Regions from separate parts of the Anser cygnoides genome. Here region 1 is linked to region 2. Evidence: chromatin contacts called from public Hi-C data. All regions are on one chromosome and are shown on one strand. The core of a region is the stretch at or near the end of the contact, and the rest is flanking DNA. Distances in the headings are between cores, read along the strand shown. Region 1 overlaps RPS6KA2 (ribosomal protein S6 kinase A2). Region 2 holds the start of RNASET2 (ribonuclease T2).

Region 1 (4,229 bases), core at 1,234-3,733, 72 kb after region 2:
TCACTGTACTGCAGCAGAGAATATGGGTGCTGGATGCCTCCTGTGGAGGCATTTCACATTTCAGGGTGAATCTCCTTGCTTATAGTCTGTTTGGCAGGAGAGAGAAGGACAACAAAAACACTCCATCTTTTCAGTAGCTGGACAGGGGAGTTTCTCTGGGCCTGAATAGTTGACTTCCTTACAAAGCATGTGGCTGAACACTGTTCTGCAGCTTAAAGGGAGAGATACTGCTGTCCTCTGTCTGAAGACAACAGTCCTGCCTGAGAGCCTAGGGCTTTACAGGTAGATTTGAGGAAAAATCTTTCTTCCCATCAGATCAAAAATAATTGTCCTTATGAGGTTAGAAGAAATCAAGATTTGGGAGGAGTACTACAGAGTCAGGTAACTGATCTGGGCATCCAAGTCTCTCTGTGCATTGCATATGCAAAGTTATTGTCATAAACAGATCTTCAAGACTGAAACAACTTAATTGTTTCTTCTTGTTTCTGAGATATTTTGATCTCATACTGCAAAATAAATACTGGACTAAATTTGTTAAAGCGGAAGCAGGAGAGCTTCCTCTGTGACTTCTCTAATAGTCATTAAAAAAAAAAAGGGATGTAAGAAGTCAGGATCAGCTTTCTTCTCTGTATGAAGAAAGGGCATAACTCACTCCCCAGATGAGTGTATTTCAGGGGCTGAGTGCTCTCTGCTGCAAGAGACACTATGCTGTTCAGCCTGTTCAAATTAGTGTAAGTATTCAATGACTGAAAATGGTGCCAACTGCATACAATGGTATTAAAGCATCTGTTTTGGTTATTCTTTGTTCTTGTTTTCTGGCTAATTTGAAGAATAACTCTGAGGCAGCTTAAATGTGAAAGTAATCTGGGACTCAGAGGTTTCTGTGCTCATGGGAGATACTGGATTTAAAACCACTTTCATCATGTGTTGCTGTGATGTAACAATTTCACAGGGCTATGATTTCCTGTTATGATTGGTATATGGGACTTTTCCATAAAACAAAATAGATTTATTTTTTTTAATGTAAGGCTGATGAGACAGATTCAGACATGTTCTTAGTAAAACCAATGAGTATTTTAGCAAAACACAAAACCTGGAAGCATCCATAGGGGGAAAAAAGAAAAGGCCAGTTGAACCATTGAACCAATAAACCTGTTGGATACCTCCATCTGTGGTGTGGAAAGTGTTGCCTATTCAGTCCTGTGCCTGTATTATAAATATTTCAGGTGATTTTGCTGGAGTGTCAGGGACAGGATATGATCTATGCCCAGTATCTCTTAAAGTTGATTTAATATAGCACACTTTTGAACAATGAGTGCCAAAATAATTTCGGAGAACACAACGTGCCTCTCTTACCAGGTGCTGCTGTGTAGCTGGCTGTAGTGTCTCTGCATTTGTGGGATGGTAGGTTCAGTACCAGGAGGTTCAGTACCAGCTAGGGGACGGCAGCATGAGCTTTAGCTGCCAAGCACATAATGTCTGAAAAGCCTAACCCATACTGTTTTGGCTCCGTTGTTATATTGTGCTGGACTAGCTAGGCTGAAGCAAGCAAATAAATGGCAGACGCGTCTTCTGACTGCAGTGTGACCATATGTGGTCTGTTGCCATGGGGACAAAAATAATTCTCATTTACAGACTTGTACTGGAAGCTCCCGTACGCTGAGATGGCATGGCCTGTGAGCAAGCAATTATGCAGCAGTTCGTTGTTGAAGGATGCTGTAGTTGATAGATTCTGAATTTAATCTGTGTTAAACACTAAGTTTTCACTTCATAAGCCTTCAGCATGTTCCTAGGGAGACAACACAATGCTTAGGATTGCACTGATAATGCAGCCCCAACAGTAATTGGGGCCAGCTTCAGTCAGACCTGAAAAAGGGGGTCACACCTTGGATGGATCGGTGTTCTCAGAAGTTTTGGCTAAGTCGGCAGCTGAGTAGAGATGAGACTGAGAATGGCGCCCTTCCAAGGGAAGAAACAGCAGAAGGGCTATCTGAGTTAGCAGGCAGGCTTCCTGGCCTGCTTCTGTCCTTGCCCAAACAGGGGAAGGGGCAGACAGGAGTCTGAGGGACAGCAGCCATCAATCTGTGCAAAACCAGGCTTTGCCAGCTCTGCTTCTTGGTGAACATCTGATTTATTGTTCTTTCTGGGAATGTTGTTCCCCAAAAATAAGTATGTAAGTGTGCCAGCTTCATTTTCCTACAGAAACTGGACTGTGCTTTTTTGCAGCCACACACTGACTTGGGTTTAAGTCTTGCTTTCATCTAGTTATGAGACTAGATCGGGTCTCAGGGAGAATGCACTTTAAGGACAAAGCGTGCTATTCCTCAGCACGTGTCCGTGAGAGCAAAAAGCAGGTTTTATTTTTGTCAGTGCTGTGCAAACACACCATTTGTATGACAGGGAAACACTGTGCAGCACTTCCTAGATCCCCATCTTCAGCGTGTGCTTGGCTGGCTTCAGCCGTGCCATCCTGCAGGCAACACTGACATCTAGCGCGGCTCAACTCAAGCTGCACTGTAGCTGCACAGCCTCACCGTCGGCTTCTGAAGCTCCTCCTATCGAGTTCAGTAAAACTTCCTTTAATTTTAAGATGTCACAACGCCTTTGGTGCCTGAGAATTTATCAGTTCAGACATCAGGCAGCTCGCGTGTGCCTTCGCTCCTCTTTCTGGCCGCTGGCAGAAGTGCCGCTGTAGTGAGCGGTGCGTCCTCAGGAGCCTGATGTTTTGGGAAGCGTGGTGTCTTGCTGCTTGTGGTGACTTCCTTCTCTGGATGGTGGGGTTATGGTGATCAAAGACACGCTTCCACATCATACTAGACAGGCAGCCATCCCCCTAGTGTCTTCTAGTGATGGCAGTGCCTCAGTCATGTTATTGTCGCCCTTTGGGTATTGATACGATGCTTGTGCTACTGAGAGTAATGTGGCTCTGTGCCTTTTGGTTAGTGCTTGCTGGGATGTCCTATGTCCTCGACATAGGAGAGCAGGTCCTGGGGAGCTGAAACAAACCACTAAAGCAGGGTGAAACTTCTGTATGGCAACTAAGTTATTTCTGACCTTGAAGTTAAGCTATAGCATGGATTGTAGCAGAGTTCCCAAGTAGGTTTTGTATGTACATGTTTTAAACTACTTTGTGTGATACGCATCGTGTATCCTTATACACTGAGGAACTGCATGTGGTATAAGTGCTGGAGAAAACAGAGTGCTTCCTGGACAGTAAATATACCTACAATTATTTACTTTATTGTAGCAGGACTCCATCATAATTCTCTGCACAGACATATCCCAGATAAGTTTGAAAAACAAATAGACAAGAAGTCTCCCCTCTAAAATCTACCAAATCCTGCTCCCCGGACCATAATCATCCCACTTCGGGATACAGTCAGAGCCCGGTCTAACCTGGGAGTCGTTTCTGCTTGGCTCAGGATGTTAGTCTAGGTGACCTCTAGAGGTCGCTTCCAGCCTAAATTATTCTAAGGATCAGGATTTTAGTGCGCATATATATATATATATATATATATATATATATAAATAAAAAATTTCCCCTCTTGTTCTGGCATAATAGATAAGGAAAGATCCATTCTGTTTTTTTTCTCAATACTAGTCTGCCATTTAAATGGAAGGTGCAGGAGAAGTGCTCCTTGTTCACTTACAAAATAAACAGCTCACCAACTCTAGGACTGTGCTGGAAGCAGTTGCAGGGATATGGCAGTGCTGCAAGCTACGGCGACTGGTACAGTGGAGGGCTGGCACTGGGTAGCTTGGGTACAGTGATCAGTTTAAATCTGTCAGGGTTTGAATGCTGTTTGGGTTGCTGTACCTTTCTGGGTGGCATGCATTAATAACTGTCACAGAGCTCAGTTTGGGCCAATCTAAAGCAGAGCTGTAATGACACATTTTGGTATGTGTGGTATATGCATTTATCTTGCTCTTTAATTGCAAGTGCCTTGAATCGCAGTGCATAGCTGCAACCTATAACTAGAGCAATGAAATTGTTCTGGGGTAATTGAGTGTAGTTGTTGAGCTTGCAGTAACTTTATCCAACAGTAGAGGTCTGTCTTGTTTAGAAAACACACAATTTTGTCAGTTAAGAACTGATCAGCATTGGGAAAACTAGAGTAGCTCTTCACTCTTTTCTTGTTTCATTTATTTGAATGCCAATTTAAACACTTCTACCATGATAAGAGCTAACCTGAAAGTGCTGCCTGTGGTTCAGTGAATCACATTAGCCA
Region 2 (3,759 bases), core at 21-2,520:
ATATCTACCCAAAGTCGCTCTCCCTTGTCTACCTTTCTCGTATTTGCCAAAACACTTATTTTAATAATAGCCTCCATTAACATACACTATTTTGTAATGATACCGTGTCATAAAAGCGTTGCTTCATTGTTCTAATAACTTACATACCTACATAATTTCAGATCAGCTTTGAACCTCTCTTTAAAACCACCTTAAAGGGGAAACTTGTCTTTGGGCTTAGTTTACCCAAAATGCAAAGTGTTAGTTTGCAGCCTCAGAGTGTAAATCCCTCTTGTGCCTCAGAACAGGATCAGCATTGGTGCACAAAACCTTGCAAGCTGTACTGTACATGCAGCACAGCTCACTCATTTCATCCATCCTCTGCAAATATAAAGTCTGAGGTTGAGAGAATAACCCAGTGCTTTGTCTGCTGGCTCCACATGGGCAGTGACGAAGATTTCTGTACCAGATGGAGCGGCGATGCCCTCAGCAACAGCGGGAGAAGAAGCAATGATGAATACAAGGCTCTGGAGAACTTTATTATTTTTAACTCTTAACAAAGTTTCTGAAACTTCTGATACCTCAGACACTATCAGGGACAACAGCAGATGGATCACTGGCTCCATTCAGCATGACATTTTCATGTTTCCATGGAAAGGTGGGCAAAGATTAGTTTTGCCTCATCCTCCTTGTTACTGTGTAAACATAACTAGAATATGTTACCAGTGAATAATAATGCAACTTTAAACAAAGACTTTACCACAAAGACTGTAATTATTTTGTTCAAAACAACTGCTGTTTTGCTTGTGGAAGTAGATCTGCCCACATATTTCTCAAGCGTATTCACGGAGGACGGTTGCGACATATCCCCCGTAGCTCAAAAGTACACAATAGGCATTAACGATCGCACATGGCATTTACGATTCACGCATCACCAGAGAGACGGGTGTTTGCTGTGTGGTTTGCCACAGCAAAGAAGCCAGCCAAGTCTTGTCTGGGATCCTTGTGATCGCTGCCTTGGGCTCCCTCTCCCTGGGAAGCGGCCCGTTGTTTCCAAACCCGACTGCCGGCGTTTCCAGCCTCCCCCGGCATTTTGAGGAAGCACAGCTACGTGCCAGCGTCCCTTAGCTCCCCTCACCCGCGGCTTGAGCACACTTAGGGCACGCAGCGGCCTCGCACGGCCTGAGGACCCCTCCCCGGGACACCCCGGCCCAGCAGCGCCCTGCCTCGGCCGCCTGGAGGCCAGGCGGTGACTCCCGGCCATAGCGGGCGGAAGCTCGATCCCCGGCGGGGAGGCGGGCATGGCCTCGGCCTCGGCCTCCTCCGGGGCGGGCGGCCCGGGTGCGCTCCGCCCTCAGCCTCCGGGGCCAGGAGGAGGAGGTGGAGGAGGGGGTGGACACGAACACTTGTCAGTTTTGGTATCCTCTTGTCACTTGCAGTCATCTCTCTGAGGTGTTGGCTGTGCTGCCTTCTTTGCAGAAATGTCTCTGTATTAAAATGTGATTTTTTTATTTTTTATTTTTCCCCACAGGAAAAAAAGTTCCAACGCCGCGCCCGAAGTGGAGCAGCGTGCGGGTTAATGTGCGAGCAGAGCACACGTGCAGCCTTGCTCGAGACTTCCCCAGGAAGTCAGCGGAGCTGCTGAGCGCAGCACCGAGCTCGCCCCAGGCTCCTTCCAAAGCCCTCCTGCCCCAGCTCTGCTTTGTGAGAGACGTGGCGAGAAATTTCTGCTAAAGAGCTGCAGTGACAGTGGACGTGAGTATTGCGTTTGGAAATCTTTAAAGTGCTTTTCTAGTTACTTAGAGGTTAGACTTGGAAAGAGGGGGTAGCCAGGAGAGGTAATGTAAAAACTGCTAGACCTGAGAGCATTGCTAGAAATAAATTAGTGCTTCTGACACAGGGTTTAGTAACATGGCTGTCTAACTTGTTGCGGCAGAGGTAGCGTGTGTTCCCCTGCTTGAGATGGCACCACACCTGGGTGCTCCTTTTTGCACTGCTAGCTGCCAGGTAGCTTGAGCTGCCCTGTGCTCTCTAGCCACTGCTGCCGACATCAAGCAGCCTGTGAACTATGCTGTTAGCGATGTAAGTCCTCTCACAAATGCCTAAGTGCTCTTCTGCAGCCTCTTTTCTGTTCTCTGAGTCTATATGCCTGAACTAAATGTAAACCAGGAAACTTTACATGACCTTTATTGGTCAAGCTAGTTGTTAAAAGCCAAAACGAAAGTAAGGGAGTAGAATAAAGTTAATTGCTGACATCCAAAAGAAGCATGTGCTATGTCAACAGTCTCTTCAACGTGCTGTATTAGAATTTAAACAGTAGTAAACATGTTAAAGATCCTGTCAGTATTTATTACAAAAGCAAGTTCTGCCAAGTCCTTGTTAAGTCTGGGCAGGTAATTTTGACATCAGCACTGAGCAATGTTTGTATAGCTGAAAGTGGGCTCATCCTGACAGTTACAAACACACACAGTAGTGCTCTGCATTAGTATCCAGACACAGTAAACCAAGAATCATCCTGAAGCTGTTCTTATTACTTGGGTTTTTATCTATAGGGAAAATGAGTCAATAGACTAAAGTTTCAAGTAGTGACTTTGTGCTTCTGTGCATGTTTCATTTTTAAGTAGTAGGTTCTCCTAATTACAATCTTTTGGAATATTATGACTTCTTATAATGAACTTTCATAATAAAAAATTCATGTTTCCTCTTATTAACATATCTTATGCTAATTACACACCAAATTATACACCTTTTTTTTTTTTCTTGTACGTGTGGAATTAGAAATCTGGTGTAATTTACTAAACAAAAGTAAATTTCCACTAAAACATGAACACGATTCATACATCTTAGTTGTTAATACAGTTTTAATTTGAATGTGTATTTCCTCAGGCCTGTGTCCTTTGGGTGCTTTTCAGGTGAGACTGACACTTTTACCCTCCCACCATCAGTTTCACAGACTGATAAAAGATGAACTCAAGTAAATTGCTTAGTCTGTCATGATGATGTCACCATAGCTCCACTGTTTTCTTCCTAGTTTCCACTAGGGTCTTCCAAACTAAAACCTCAGCATGTATTGCTTATCAGTGGAAAATGTCCTTATATAAAAGTTTAGAGGCTGTTAGAACTATTTGCTGTCCCTATTGTCCTTATGCTCCAGTTTCAGGGGGCAAAGCAATATGCAGAATAAACATTATTCCATTGATCAGATAACAGCGTTTTCTGAAGCCCTCAATCAAGCTGTTATTTGACCAAATGAAGGGCTTAAATGAAAAAGTAGATTATTGCCTTTATGCTTTTTTGCAACTTTGTCTCTGGAAAAAGTCCATTTCTTTGTGCCTGCCTGCCCTGTTAAGTCATACCAGTTTGCAAAAGAAGTGTCATAATGCTTGCTAGCTTTTCTTTCACAATCTACTTCCTGAAAATGTTTGTTTTTTCTCCCAGACCCTTCTACAGTGTAGCCTTTCTGATGATGCTGTGTAACATTATTGTCTTTACTTGGTACTCTGAGCTGTCTGAAGAAATGTGATTTTGGAGGCAGGGCAGAATCTTATGTGAAGACTCCTTATGTCTCTCAATGTTTTAACTTGGCTAGGTGGTTTATCATGCAGAAAGATTAGTCTTGCTTGCTTGATTATCGAATGAAAAGAACAGTAGGTGAAATCATAAACAGGTCTATAAAGCTCAATATCACTTTATTAATTCCTGCTGTTCATGTGGTGAGACTCAAATTCACTTTAAATGCAGAACTCCTAAGGAGATTGAATACCCTGCAGTTAATTGCTT

What was found. Hi-C and Micro-C count contacts between places; a contact is called where the count stands out from the background.
Region 1: a contact with region 2 is called in a Hi-C map of liver, with 2.6 times the contacts expected there. The contact joins the enhancer-like site here to the promoter of RNASET2 in region 2. A contact is called at or near these places in 4 of 7 Hi-C or Micro-C datasets (granulosa cells and liver).

What each region holds. Positions count from the first base shown.
Region 1 is chr3:47,136,653-47,140,881 of Taihu_goose_T2T_genome, forward strand. The region is part of intron 2 of RPS6KA2 (ribosomal protein S6 kinase A2); the gene reads left to right. Among named protein-coding and RNA genes, the nearest start is that of RPS6KA2, 26 kb to the left of the region's middle. Within about 2 kb of position 2,484, at least 2 of the 3 cell types and tissues checked have open chromatin away from gene starts, as enhancers often do.
Region 2 is chr3:47,065,498-47,069,256 of Taihu_goose_T2T_genome, forward strand. RNASET2 (ribonuclease T2) reads left to right here and starts at 1,271. Exons shown (of 11, transcript XM_013186780.3): 1 at 1,271-1,387; 2 at 1,511-1,734.